Regions from separate parts of the Drosophila melanogaster genome. Here region 2 is linked to region 1. Evidence: chromatin contacts called from public Hi-C data. All regions are on one chromosome and are shown on one strand. The core of a region is the stretch at or near the end of the contact, and the rest is flanking DNA. Distances in the headings are between cores, read along the strand shown. Region 1 holds the start of Sh3beta (Sh3beta,). Region 2 holds the start of Urm1 (Ubiquitin-related modifier 1).

The links. A called contact is a pair of places that touch in the nucleus more often than the background predicts.
Region 2: a Hi-C map of the S2 cell line shows a contact between it and region 1, with 6 times the contacts expected there. A contact is called at or near these places in 4 of 107 Hi-C or Micro-C datasets (the Kc167 cell line, the OSC cell line, the PNm cell line and 1 more).

Annotation. Positions count from the first base shown.
Region 1 is chr3L:7,367,498-7,371,651 of dm6, reverse strand. Sh3beta (Sh3beta,) reads left to right here and starts at 2,392. Exons shown (of 6, transcript NM_001202128.2): 1 at 2,392-2,762; 2 at 3,668-4,093. The coding sequence starts at 2,718. akirin (akirin,) reads right to left here and starts at 1,809. Exons shown (of 4, transcript NM_168211.3): 1 at 1,584-1,809.
Region 2 is chr3L:7,638,265-7,642,418 of dm6, reverse strand. It overlaps Urm1 (Ubiquitin-related modifier 1), which reads left to right and starts at 1,973. Exons shown (of 5, transcript NM_206296.3): 1 at 1,973-2,015; 2 at 2,082-2,149; 3 at 2,213-2,294; 4 at 2,355-2,403; 5 at 2,460-2,608. The coding sequence starts at 1,978. The coding sequence ends at 2,528. It overlaps Pura (Puratrophin-1-like), which reads right to left. Exons shown (of 17, transcript NM_206294.3): 16 at 3,852-4,154; 17 at 2,846-3,578. The coding sequence ends at 3,382. It overlaps CG7506, which reads left to right and starts at 771. Exons shown (of 2, transcript NM_139887.5): 1 at 771-1,333; 2 at 1,392-1,621. The coding sequence starts at 836. The coding sequence ends at 1,604. snoRNA:Me18S-A1806 (a small nucleolar RNA gene) reads right to left here and starts at 2,702; the gene lies at 2,625-2,702.

The DNA of each region.
Region 1 (4,154 bases), core at 1,143-3,642:
AAAGAAAAGACGGACGCAAACTGGTTTCAAGGAAAAAACAGGATTCACAGGCGTGCACTCACGCACACGCAGCCGATAAAAGAAAATGGTGCAGCGATTTATGGCCGCCAATGCTGGCAATTTGGACTTTTTCTCGCCTTGTATGTATCGTGGGCAACAATTGTACGCTCTCTTATCTTATCGCTTATGGGGCGTGATTTTGGAAATAATTTGAGGCTTCAACGCTACAAAACAAGGGCCTTTGCTTAAAAAGAGCGCCGAAAATAGGAAGGTACAAAAATTTTTAGTAAATACTTTTCGCTAGTCAAAGTTGCTAGCAATGCATAATTTGAAAAGCTATTATCCGATATTTTCCCCAGAAAGCTATTAAAAATAGAAATGCCAGTAAAAAACTTTTAAATGCGAAGTTCGCGTAAGTTTAATGACTTTGATGACGTCCGTTTTACCTAAATAATCATGACAAGAGAGGAAAAAAAATTCAAGACAACAAAAAAATGTTTTTTTTCCCCCATTTCGTCACGATTAAATTATATTGTTCAATAAAATTAGTAAGCAATTAAACATATTGTTATATTCTTATATTCATAGCTTTTTCTAGAATAGAATGACAAAACCATTTTAAAAACCTAATTTTTATGAGACTATTATAGTTTCCACGACAATTAAAAGGATGTTGGCTTCCTTGGGGTTTCTAGCTTCTTTCGGCTATCGCCGACAGCTCCGATACCGTGCACCCAGCTGCTGTTGTCGCAGGAAAAGGGCGATACCGAATCGGAATACGAATCCAGAAACTCCGAAGAGAAGGAGAAACCAGCCAAAGAAAGCGACGAAACGAAGTGGCGCAGCGCAATTAAAGGACGACCGACAATGAAAATAAAAAAAACCACCACGCAAAGGCAAAATGCATAGCAATGCAGAGGGAAAATAAAGAAAACAGAGAAAAGTGTAAACTGTAACCCAATAGCAGAACAACCACCGATAAAAGAAAACTACGCAGGATAATAATGCGTGTTCTTCTCACTCTTCCCCTTTCTTTCTTTTCTTCTTCTTCGTCGCTGCAGCGGCAGCTGTACCAGCTGTTTTCCGCACTAACACACGCACACTGCCCTCTCGATAAACCGCAACACGTGTGTATGCGTCTGCTGCTGGTGTTGCTGTCTCTGCCCACAATTATTAAATATTTAAAGCCATATACAAAACGTTTTTGGGTTTAACGTTATACTCTTTTACGTGACAAATGCCAGAGATTAGTTTAAAAAAAAGCAAACGAAATGGCAGCAGCCAAAGCGATCACACTGGTTGTCCCACTCTAGCCTGCACACGCACGCACACAAAGAAACGCACACGCACACCGTTGTGAGTTGGAATGTTGATTTCATGAAATTTTAAAAATGGTCGCATCGCATATCATTATCAGCTTTTCAGAGGAACAAAAAGTTAAACAGCTTTTCCAACAATCGCACTTACATTAATGCGTATTTTGATTTTTCCTTCCGACTGCTTTTTTGCTTTCTGCACCACTTCACACGCGCTTTATTTACTTTTTTATTGTGCCACTAGTCCGCTGGCACATACCCACTTACATTCACGTCCGTACTTCAGTTTGGGTGATTAATTTAGGTTTTCGGTTAGATATAAGTAATGTTATTGCTTGCTGGTTGTTTGAGCAGTATTCCAAAGGCCACTGAAATGCACTGTCAATAGTTGTTCGTCCTCGGCGACTCGCTAGATATAATTTACAAATTTTCGTCTCGCTTCTTAGCAAAAATGGACGACGATGCTTGCGTGACGGGACGTGAACAGAGTGACCGCATGGCGACCGCTAATATTGGTTGCCCTGCTAACGGATCTATACCAAAAAATACTTTATGGTTCTACCAAATATAGCAAAAACTTCAAATAACCGAAAAGTCTGGGGAGAACATTTTTCAATTGCATATTCTATGTACTTTCTTGAGTCCTATAACCTTAAGTCGTTTGTAGAAAGTTAGCATTATTGCATTTTTATTTTTATGGAATTCAACTCCAAGTAACAAAAAATTAATAAATAAAAAACACCCTCATGTTCTAAATTCCACCGTTCCTTGAAGCCGCTAACTCATCGACGCCAAATTAAAAATAATTTGTTCTATAATAAGAATCCTTTTCTTCTATCTTTTAAAAAACCTTAAAAAGCCTATCTTATGCTTTTTATAAATTATTATTTTATTATTACGATTATTAATCGAAGAACGTTTAAAAAATGAAAACCTTACATGGGAGCATAATAAAATTTAAGTTGTCTTAAAAATATTTAATTTTGAAATATCACTTAAGTTCAAAGTTTTTAGTATTTTAATCAAGCATCATATTTAGTATATTTGATAAGCCGGAAGGTTTTCTATAGCCGTCAATGCGCGGTCCCACCATTCAATTCAACGACAAAGTAGGAAATATTTTCCACTCCTGATATCAAATATTTTTGCACTTTTATAAGCGTCGCCAGGCAATTTTTTTATCCGCGTCTTTGCCGTTTTTACAGCCAATAAAACCAACGACCTTGCCCAGTGCGTGTGCCTTCGTCACCAGTGGAAAAACATTACGTAGGGGCGCAGGACGGAAGAAAGCAGGAAAAGAAAAGATCTATAAATATTTTTAATCGCCGTGAAAGTAGCCAGCAGATTTTAGTTGCAAAATATTATTTCATTTGCGGTGCGAGGACACAGTAATCTGCGAAAATGGTCTTGAAAGTCTACGTCAGCGGCATGTCCGGCAATAAGGAGGTGAGTTTGTGGGCGTGGCGGGCTTAAAACCGAAATAGTGTCATGTTATTGGAATGTTTGGCCCTGGTATTAGCGACAAACAGATAAAAAGGAAAAGAAGCAAACTAAAGTGGTGACGAACGCATTGCAAATTCTATTTCTTCTGCTGCGTTTCGTCTTTGTGTGTATGTACGTGAGTTGGACAATGATGATGATGTAGTGTGTGGTATGTAAGTCTGTATGTCTGTACAGTCAAAGAAAAACAAGTGGGTATTTTCGTGAGTGCCCTTGTGTGCGAGTGTTAGTGGTGGCAAGAAGCAGAACAAACATACATTTCATTGCCCATATAAGCTCATTCCACTGTGAACTGTAAATTGTTCATGGAAGAGAGGGATTTCCATTGATCGCAGTTGCGTGGGTGCGTGTGCATGTGTGTGTGTGTGTACATGCGTGAGGGGTGATTCACTTCCCCCTCTCACTCTTTCGGTGCCTTTGTTCAATTGGCAATCTTCCTCTTCCAATAAGAACAAAAACATAACGGTCATTGTACGGTTCACAATTATTTGTTTTTGTCCTGTCTTTGTACACTTTAAAAAAGCGTTGGGAAACACATATTCTTATCGTAAGATAAATGCTGGGGTGCAACAAACCATTTTAATTAGCCTTATCATATCGCGTGGTTCTGGCGTTCTTTTTACGTACATATGTTTATATCGGCGGGGAGTTGGCTTTGTGTGCGCTTGTGTGCGTTTGGGCTTGCCGGTAACACTTCATTAGCGATTTGTCATCGCTGTAATTAACAGCGTTGTCAAAGGTAGCTACACTGAACAAAACGATACATGTTAAAGGTATTTTATATACTTTAATTTTTAACTTTCTTTTCAAATTTAAATGCTTTCACTGACCGTCGAAATCCAATTTTACAGGTGAAGAAGCGCCAGCAGCGCGTTCTGATGATCCTGGACAGCAAGAACATCAAGTACGACACGGTGGACATCACGGAGCCCGGCAAGGAATCCGAGAAGGAGCTGATGCAAAACAAATCGACAAGCAACGGTGGAACGGTCAGCGATCCAGAGCCCCGTCATCCGCTTCCTCCGCAGCTGTTCAACGACGACGAGTACTGCGGTGATTACGACGCCTTTGACATGGCCAACGAGATCGATACCCTGGAGGTGTTCCTCAAGCTGGCTCCAGCCGACACCACGGCAGTTAGTACCGCCCAAATCGAACTGAAGCAGGAGAACGGCGATGCCAAGAAGGAGGAGGCGGAAACGGAGGCGGAGGATAAGAAAACGGAGGCCGGCGATGGCGATGTGGATGTCAAGGAGGAGGCTGCTGAGAAGGCCGAGGTTTGAACTTGAGCTATTTTCACGTATTTTCCGTTAACTGTTACGACGCAACAAACGCAGC
Region 2 (4,154 bases), core at 724-3,223, 270 kb before region 1:
TTAAACAATTAAAGCAACATAAATTAAAAATGTGGTCAAGCGCCGGTCACCACCAACAGCGACAAATTGCATGTTCTAGTGGTAACTAGAGCCACATCTGCCACGCCCCCACATCAGTGCCATTAATTCGAGCATATTAATTCGTATCCACATGCCACTCTTCCTTGTGTGTTTTTGGTTTTGGCATAATACCGCAAACGGGAAGCTCCCCCACTCACTTTTCTTGTTAATCAATTACAAACTGCAGTACGTACTCAATATTTGCCGAATTACTAGCTCTATTGTTCCGAATTGGTTGGAAAATCATTGGGAAATACAATCGAATTTTTTGGCAGCAATATCCTAAAGTAGGTCAACACTTTGAATAATATTTGCAAACGCCTTTCCTACCGTTTTAAGCGTGAGTGTAAGTGAATTTTAATCGATGTATAAGTGTTAAATAATCAGCTCCTAATTGGTAAGTACAAGTGTAATTATTATTAATTTTTATTTTTGTATTTTTTAAAGAGAATCTTATCTTATAAGATTGTAATATTGGTCGGTTTAATGTAAATTAATTTTAGCTTAGAAATGTTAGAATTTTAGGATTTTAAATTTTTAATATTTGTTTTTAGTATCAATAAGTAAAAATAGTCAGTATCGATTTAAATTTCCGTTGTCAGTGCAATGTTGCCGTTTCCTGTTTCGGTATTCAAAAGGAGAGTTGGTATATTTTGAATAGACGTATCGTTTCTGGATTCTTTTAGCGCCCAAGTGTGGGCCACACTGCAACTCGTGTTATTTAACGTTCGGCAAAAACAGCTGTTTATTTCTACTGAAATAAGTAAATTACACCATGTTAGGCCTGCGAGCGATGCTGCCAAAAGGGAAACACTTTGCTGTTGTCCTGGGAAATGTCAGCCGTCAGATTACCCTGCCCCACAACTGCAGATGCATTACTAGTGCCTCATGGACAAGACCACAGCAGTCACAACCACAGAACTTCCAGCAAAACAGGTGGCTTTCGGTGAAGTCGACGAAAACTGAATCCGACGATGCACTGCAGCGGATCTACTATGGAACTCTTGCGCCACGCATGAAAATGGTCAAGTTCTTTTCGCTGAGCACCAGCTTAGCCGGCTTGGCCGCCCAGCCCATTCTTCTCGAGCAGGGAATGAAAATCGGAGGAACTGGAATGGCCGTATTCCTCTGCACCGTCGGTGGATTCTTCACCTTTGTGACTCCTCTGCTGCTGCACTTTATTACCAAGAAATACGTGACGGAGCTGCACTACAATCCACTAACGGAGGAGTACACGGCCACCACAATATCCCTGCTTCTGCAAAAAATCAAGGTGGGTAGAGCAAATTTAAAAGAGCTTGCCTTCAATGTACATATTATTTACCTTTTAGACTACTTTCCGACCAAATGATGTGGTCGTTCCGGAGGTTCCCGGCATGTTCACCTCTTTTCTGGTCAACAAACGACCTCTGTTTGTGGATCCAGCGCTTTTCGATGATCCCGAGCACTATGTTAAGATAATGGGTTACGACAAACCGATCGATTTCAAACTGGATCTGACTCCGAATCCTGAAAAGTCGAAAACGAGCGAGGAGAAGCAATAAAAAAAACGCTCTTTATGATAACGTGTTTTTTTTAATTTCATAAATTCACAACGAAATGTAAAATGTCTTCTTAGAGCACAGATCATAATATGCTAATGAAAACTTTACCTAGCGTTCCATTGGAATGCCACCTGTTTATGTTTCTCAATGGGAATAATTATAATGCTGAGTCCCCTCGTCGAAGGTGAATGGTAAAGGTAAATTTACGTACAAATTATAATTTCTTTCAAAATGCAATAATTTTTGGAAGTTTAGAGCATGTGGTTGCCAGACTTTTTAGAAATTAGGATTCTATATTTGGTATTATTTTTGAATGGTGGATTTTTTTGAAAAGCTTAGACGCGGTCACACATTTATTTACATCGAACATATGATGGGCACGCCGGAATTAAAAATCATATTAGAATTCAGGTATATAAAGCCTTGTTCGAATTATTATTTCCAATAAATGAGACAATTTGTAATTTAATTTCGTAGTGCAGGGGCGGAGTTACTATTTGGTAACATAAAACGCCGTGAATTGAACTTGGACGGTAAACAAAAATGTATGTTCTAAAAGATGTTTTAAACTTGAGTGAAATCGGTTATGAATTATATATATTTTAAAGGGACTATTGCTAATCTGCTTAAGTGGATGCATGCGAATATTTTAACGGAGCGTCCGGAACTTTTTCTTCAAGGAGATACTGTGTAAGTTTGGCTTAAACTATAAGGGATACATAGTCTATACTTTCTATTGTATGTTTTCAGGCGACCTGGAATTTTAGTACTCATAAATGATACAGACTGGGAATTGCTGGTAAGTAAGAGTACAGAATATGGAATTCTAAAAACTATAATTAACTCAACTTCTAGGGTGAACTGGACTACGAGCTGCAGCCCAACGACAATGTGTTGTTTATATCAACTTTACACGGTGGTTAAAAAACGTTCTGGAATCTAAATTATAGGAGAAAAGTTTATTTTTATACTACAACCCATTAAATTGTATTCAAAAAACAAACAAAAACAGTTTTTGACTGAATCAGAATTACGTCCCTTTACCAGAGGCAAAGGCCCACACGATGGTTCGGGTAGTAAAGTTTTCATCATATCATCTAGAGATTGTAAGCTAGCAGGTTTTCGCTATTTATAAAAGCACAGCATTGAACAAGCACTTGGGAATTGTAGGGAAGTTAAAAATAGAACAATCCAGATGCGGTTTGGCGGGTAATTCGAAGTAAGGACAACACGTTAGTTTTACATTGAAGCAACATTTATTGAATTTAAATTTTCGCTTAAAATTATTTATCGAGTTATTATGAAGTATAGATATATTTTTTTAATGTTCGTTTACGATTATTTTAACTATAGGCACTTAGGTTACATATCAACTAACTGTACGTAATGAAGTTCGATTCAGATATGTTGGGCATCGGCCACGCCCCTTTTTCGGGTGCTGCTCATGGCTCCCATCGATTTCTGTGTGTGTGTGGTGCGGATCGTTCGATTGTGTGGACTAAGAACTAGATATGTATGAAACTTGCTTCGACATTGACACGCTGAATTCAATAATTTCGACTGATTTTTCCGATAAACAAGGCAAAACGAAAAGCAGCGACTATGACAAATTAACGAAAACTAAAAATGTAATAAATAATAAATAACAAAAATAATGAAATAAAATTAGCGATCGAACGTAATACGATGATACTACATGGGATCCGATGAAACCGTTCTGCTAAAGCTATTAATGGGGATTTATACTATATCTAGATGCGATGCTCCAGGAGCTCCTCTATTTGCCGCTTTCCGGACTGGCGGACTCCGCTGCGTGGGCGTAGGATCGATATCGCCGCAGGATTACCGTGGATGCACTCGTCGTTGAAGCTCCGGATGCTCCAGTCGTTGATGTGGACCAACTGCTTCGGCTGCTCTCCGCCGCCGATTGTTCCTGATCCGGGGTAACGCACATGTCCGAGACAATGCCGCTCTCTGAATGGGGGGATATTTACACATATTGGATATTATATTTCGGATTCGAACAGGTGGCGCCAAAGCGCCAACAACATATAACATGGATCTAAAAACATGCAGCACACGGACAGGCACGGATTACGGGTTAGGTTTTGGTGTTTGTGTTGGTGTTGGTGGGGGATTATATACAGTAATACTGGGGTGTTCTTCGAGATTATGTACAGGGATCAACTACTAGCTACGGGATGCATCTGGGGGCCTAGAAGAAGTAGCACAGTTCAAGCTCTATACCCATGGACAGTTGGCTGACAATGGTCGTCGATCGTTTGTGGTTTCGTTTGCTGCTCCTGAATGCGTTTCCGTTGCCATTTCCGTTTCCGGAAGTGTTGCCTCCGTCGGCGGCCGTATCCGCCCCCTTGATTCCACCTCCACTCGGGGATTTGGCCAACTTCAGGGCCTGAGTTTCGTTGATCAGCTCCAAAGTGGCACTGCAGTTGGTGGAACTTGCGCTGTGTGCTCCAGGCAGCTTGCCAAAGTGCAGGCTGTGCCTGCCACCGCCATCATTGTGACCCGAGGAGGAGCCACCGCTGATGG